Linked DNA regions of Sus scrofa: region 1 is linked to region 2. A link is a contact called in public promoter capture Hi-C data. All regions are on one chromosome and are shown on one strand. The core of a region is the stretch at or near the end of the contact, and the rest is flanking DNA. Distances in the headings are between cores, read along the strand shown.

Evidence for each region. Promoter capture Hi-C pulls out the DNA fragments that hold promoters and counts their contacts.
Region 1: a promoter capture Hi-C map of fetal skeletal muscle shows a contact between it and region 2, with 4 times the contacts expected there. The contact joins the promoter of ITGB3 here to the promoter of METTL2A in region 2. A contact is called at or near these places in 2 of 5 promoter capture datasets (fetal liver and fetal skeletal muscle) and 2 of 47 Hi-C or Micro-C datasets (brain and fetal skeletal muscle).

The regions. Positions count from the first base shown.
Region 1 is chr12:16,750,921-16,753,620 of Sscrofa11.1, reverse strand. It overlaps ITGB3 (integrin subunit beta 3), which reads left to right and starts at 1,393. Exons shown (of 15, transcript NM_214002.1): 1 at 1,393-1,490. The coding sequence starts at 1,424.
Region 2 is chr12:16,307,296-16,309,995 of Sscrofa11.1, reverse strand. METTL2A (methyltransferase-like protein 2A) reads left to right here and starts at 1,440. Exons shown (of 9, transcript XM_003131301.5): 1 at 1,440-1,592; 2 at 1,799-1,890. The coding sequence starts at 1,483.

The DNA of each region.
Region 1 (2,700 bases), core at 144-2,643, 440 kb before region 2:
CTGACCCCTTGCAAATCCCTCCTGACATTTCTGCTGATGCATGCTGTTCTTTTGGTGTATCCTAGTATTGGGAGGTCTGAGGAGGGAATGCCCACCTTTGCTGAGGGTGGGGGCATCAGACAAGATTACTTGGAAGAGGTGACATCTGAGATGTTTTGAAAGATAAGTGGAATTTTCCAAGCAGAAAAAAGAAGTAAGATCAGTCAGATAGAAAGGCCTGGAGTGTTTGGGAATGCTAAGTATATTCTAGGGCTAGGCTGGAGATCTGAGCCAGGGCCAGTTTTCAGGCATCTTGTGTGTCTTGAGGGCTTGAGGAAGCAACAGGTTTTCCAGGCAGCCATAAAGCCTTTAGAGGAGCCCAGGAACTGGAGAGATATCCAAATTCTGCCTTATGTTTCAGGCCTTGTTTTTTTGTTTTTTGTTTTTTTAAATCATCTTAGAGCTATCCATTGAGACAGCCTGCACCCGCCCCTGTCCCTGGTGGCCTCCTGTTCACAGCCCTAGTATTTTGCCTCTTTGAACTTTGAAGTTTCTAGTTTGGGGAAGACCCAGAGTCTATGAGGCAGGACTGGGGAAAAGCAGAAGGGCTTTGAAGAGAATGCAGTAAAGTTCCAAGGCCTGTAGGTTTGCATGGAGGCCATATATTGACTGTGTTCTGAAACTTTTATCAGATACTCTGAGCGAGCATTTGAAGAGAAAGTCCCTTTGTGGACTTCAACTGCACACACAAACTTAAGATGTGGTTTTGTCCTCTAGAGGCTTACGGTCTACGGGAAAACCAAACTACTCCCCAGATAAAAATTAGTGAATAATAAAGGACTAAGCCCGTGCCTGGCACCGAGTAGGCATTCAATAGGTTTGTCAAGTAAATGCACGAATATGTGAGTGAATGAAACTCAAGGTTCGGACAGAAAGTGCCCAAGGAGAATTCAGGTGAGAGAGAGAGAGAGAGAAAAAAAAAAAAAAAAAAAAAAAAAAAAAAGAAAGAAAGAAAGAAAGAAAGAAAGAAAAAGAGCCACGTGGGCGTCTCCGGGGAGATGACCTAGGTCCGGAGAGGGGCCACAGGCGCCTGGATTTTCTAAGCATACCAGGTGCCAGCGCGGACCCTGGGACCAGGACATCTGTGGAGGATGCGCCCTCGCCCGCCCCGGGTCTCAGTCGTGCCTGACTTGCAGGCAGGCGGATGCTCGCGGGCTGAGCTGAGGCGGCGAGAGAGGAGCGACGGTTTCCAACTTCCCTCTCTGTTCTGGAGGGTCCAGCAAAGGACCTGAGGGGAGGAAGCGCAAGTCCACGGCCCGCCCCGTTGCGTCCCACCCACAGCGTCCCCTCCCCTCTGGCTGCGGGAAAAGCGGCCGCAGGCGCCGCTGCTCGCTGTGGGGAGGGAGGGCACAGCTGAGGCGGAGGGCGGCAGCGGGTGGACGAGATGCGAGCGCGGCCGCTCTGGGCCGCTGTGCTGGTGGTGGGGGCGCTGGCGGGCGTCGGCGTCGGAGGTGAGTGAGGCTCCCGCGCGGCGGGACGCAGCTCTTCGGGGAGCCGTGCCGCGCATTCTGCCGCAGCCGCGTGTGCAGACTTGGAGCGGGGAAAGCGGGCGGGCGGGTCCTGCGCGGCTGAGCTCGGAGTGCTCAGGGCCAGGCTGGGGACCTTCGGCTGTGGCAACGGCGAGGGGCTACCTAGGGGCGGGTCGTCCGCGACGCCGAAGCGAGCCCTTAGTTAGCGAGGTTAGGCGCCTGCTCGCGGTGTCGGCGAGCGCGGCGCCGGGGGCGCATCTCTGAGCCCCGAGTTCAGCCCGGGTTGCGCGCGTCGCAGGTGGTCCTGGCCGCGCGAAGGCAGACTGGGTCCGGTAACCGAGGCGAGCTGGGGCTTCCCAGAGCTGGTCCGCATCTTGACAGAGGGATGTGCTTCTCGGATAAGAGAACGTGCGCGCGCAGATTTACCCGTTACTCCTCATTCCTTTTTCTCTTTGTGTTATACTTTTCCCAAATTTTTGTTTTTTACTTGGTGGCTCCCAGCGGGAGCAACTCTGAGGAGGATGAGGGCTCTGCCTCCTACAGGGTCCCTGGGCGGCAGCCGTGCCTCTGCTTCCGGGACAAACCCAGCATCCGAAAAGGTCTCCGGTGTAGGCGAGCAGCCACACCAGGGGTCCCCTGGAGCTGGCTTGGCTCCCTGGCTTTGTCTGTCTTGCCGCTGCACCCGCTATCAACTGCCGAGGCAGCTGGCACTCGGCCTCATTGGTGCTGGGAGGGGCAGAGCACAGCCCGGGGGTGCTGCCCTTGGTCTTTCCGGAGCCCGAGTGACCTTTCCAGGGAGAACTCTGGCTCCTGATACACAGCAACGTTCCTCTGCAGAGGACTCAACAGGTGTGCACATATTACCTTAAAAGAAAAGAGTGGTACTCACTGTAAAGCAATTTAGAGCCTGCAGAGGATATTTTTTTAAAGTAAGATTTATTGCTAAGCCCATTTGGAGAATAATTATTCAGAAAGACTTGATGACTCGTGTATAAGAGATTGTACCTGACAGGGCAACAGTATCTTTTTTTTTTTTTAACACTTCATTGAGGTATGATTGACAACAAAAAGCTGTATATATTTAATGTATATTACTTGAGTTTGGATATAATTATAGACTCATGAAACCATCACCACAATTTATGATCCATAACTTGATGAAGGAGTTACAAATAATATATAGGGGGCTGTT
Region 2 (2,700 bases), core at 191-2,690:
ACCTATGTCTTCCAAATTCCTTCTGAAATATTTTAGGTGCTTCAAAAATTTGAGGAAAATGAGGTGTACAGGTCGACCAAAGAAAATTGTATAAAAGTTAAGTTTAGGATACTTTATCACATTTTACTAAAGGACCCAAGTTGCTTGACATTTTAAATGGCACTAATTATTGGAACTAATATATAGCAAGTAACTTCAAGTGAGAGAAGATTCACAGTGAGACTGCAAGAAGATACACAGTGAGACTCTTGATGGAGACCACAAACAGCTTTTGGCGTGTGGAGGAGAAAAAGCCTGTAGATGAGAGAACAAGATGCCAAGAATAAATATAAACCAATAAATATAAACCTTATGTGCAAACAGCTGGCCTTGAGAAAAGATAAAAATCCTGTACTTGCTTTTTGGAAAGAGCTTTTGTTCAAAATGTTTCAAAAGACCATGAGAATGGCAAAAGTATTTTGTCTTCAAATAAAGCACAAGTTCTTTACTATCTTATCTTTTTGATTCACTTCTATATTTTTCTTTGTGATTAAAAAGGCTTTAGGGCTTGTTTCCACTTCTTTGGTGGGAAAGGTACAGAATCTTTCTTTGCTTCCCTTGGTTTTGCCTAGAGAAAGATTCAGCAAGAGTAAACTATTACTGGTTACTAGTGAGCTAAATCTAGTACTACATTACTTAAAAAAATAATTAACCCTTCCCTTCTCTTCTTCCAAATGGTAGTCATCACTCTTCTCCTGCAAGTCTTCTCAATCATACGTTTGACAGCATACTTTTTTGAAAATGAGTTTGTAGTAATTATCAAAATAGAAATGTACGGCTGAAGTTGTATTAATACAACAAACGATATGAGCATTATTACAATTCTGATTGTGCAAATAAGCTCTCATACGGATAATTTCAAAAAGGACGTTTACAAATTTTTTTTAAACTTATTCTTGAATATTTGACTTGAATGGATAGACCTCGTGTTCTCGAAAAATCCCTTTCATATCCTCGGGGGGGGGGGGCTCTTCCTTTTTCATACTGTTAAAAGTTGACTAAAGAACCTGGAAAACTGCTCTATCTCCTCACCATGGTTACCATCCTCAATCCTGGACATTAGCTCTGCAGTGGAACTATGTACCCTTAATTGTAAACGTGATTCATGATTTTTCCTGTCTTACAACTTAAGGGAAACTGAAGAGCCTGTTAAAGAAGCCCAGCATTTAAAGGAGCCTCAAGTGGAACGTCGCCCACTTTCTCGCCCGTCTCATCTGAGGAAAACTCCCGGGCGAAACTCCGCGGGTGTGCTCCTCTGCTCCTCTTCCGCAAAGAGCCCCGCCCCACCCGGCGAAGCCCGAGCACCGCCCTGAAGCGGGACTGCGGGGCCGCCCCGCCCCAACTCCGTCTTTTCCCGCCCAGACCCCGCGCCTTCCGTAAGGAGGCGTGGCCCGCAGGAAGTTCTCGCGTTACGGAGAGATAGGGATTTCCGGCTCCGGTATCATGGACGGCTCCTACCCAGAAGAGTCTCACACTGCGGTTGGTGGGAAGAGGCAGCAGTTTGGGAGCCGGTTCCTGAGCGACCCGGCTCGCGTTTTCCACCACAATGCCTGGTAACCGCCCTGCCCCTCGCCCGAACTGCGGCTCGCTTTCTGCCCCGGAGCCGTGGATCATTCCGAGAAGCCCCTGACGGCCAGCCTTGAGTCCCACTCCCTGCTCGAGGCGCTCTTCTCCCACAGGAGAGGCGCTCCGGAGCCAGAGACTCACCTGCCAGCAGCGGGAACCTGAGGCCCCTAAGCTGCCCGTTTGATTTTCCCAGGGACAATGTGGAGTGGTCGGAAGAGCAGGCCGCCGCGGCGGAAAGGAAAGTCCAGGAGAACAGTAGCCAGCGCGTGTGCCAGGAAAAGCAAGGTGCGCCCAGTGGGCCCTAAATGGTATCGACAATCAGTGTACTGCTGGACGTGCTATTCCGGAGAGGCCAGAGAACCGAGGCCGCCGGGAATCTTGGTTACTGGATTGGTACCGAACTCAGGGGTAGAAAGGGAGGAGGAGGGGATGGGCAAGGATAGAAAAAGGGCTGCGCCTTAAATCTTGTTAGGGGCATAGAGGGAGTTTTGGTTTTGGTTTTTTATTTGGAAGAAGGCACCTGTATTTGATAGCATTTTTTAGTGATTTAACTGAAGATTAATATGTCTAACTATGGCAGCCATATAGTCACATGATTGCTTAGAGGATGTACTTTCTGCATCCTTATACTTTGAGGAAATATTGCCATTAAAGCTAAATTCAAGTGGTCACATTCTAAATATCGTTTTGCAAGGGGGGGTTGGCTAATGACTGGTGAATTATGTGTCTTTTCCTTGCATGATGGCTATGGGAATATAGGGGCTTCTGCCAAGGAAAGATGGATGAAGCAGAGTGGAGATAAGTTTGGTCAAAGAAAAAGAGGCTGCTTCTGGAGAGGTGGATGATTTCAATGCAAAATATCCCTAGATACTAAAACTAGGACTGGTTGGCACCTTGTCCTAAGTGTCAGTGGAAGGTAGGACCAGAAATTGGAAGAGTAGTACCCTCTGAAATAGTTCTGAGCAATAATTAGACAATTCCAGCTACAAGATATTCACCCTACCTAGTTTGACAAAGACTAAAAGCAAGGTTGAAAGGGATTTTGAAAATCATATAGTCCAATATCCTCTTTTCACAGTTAAAGAAACTTGGACC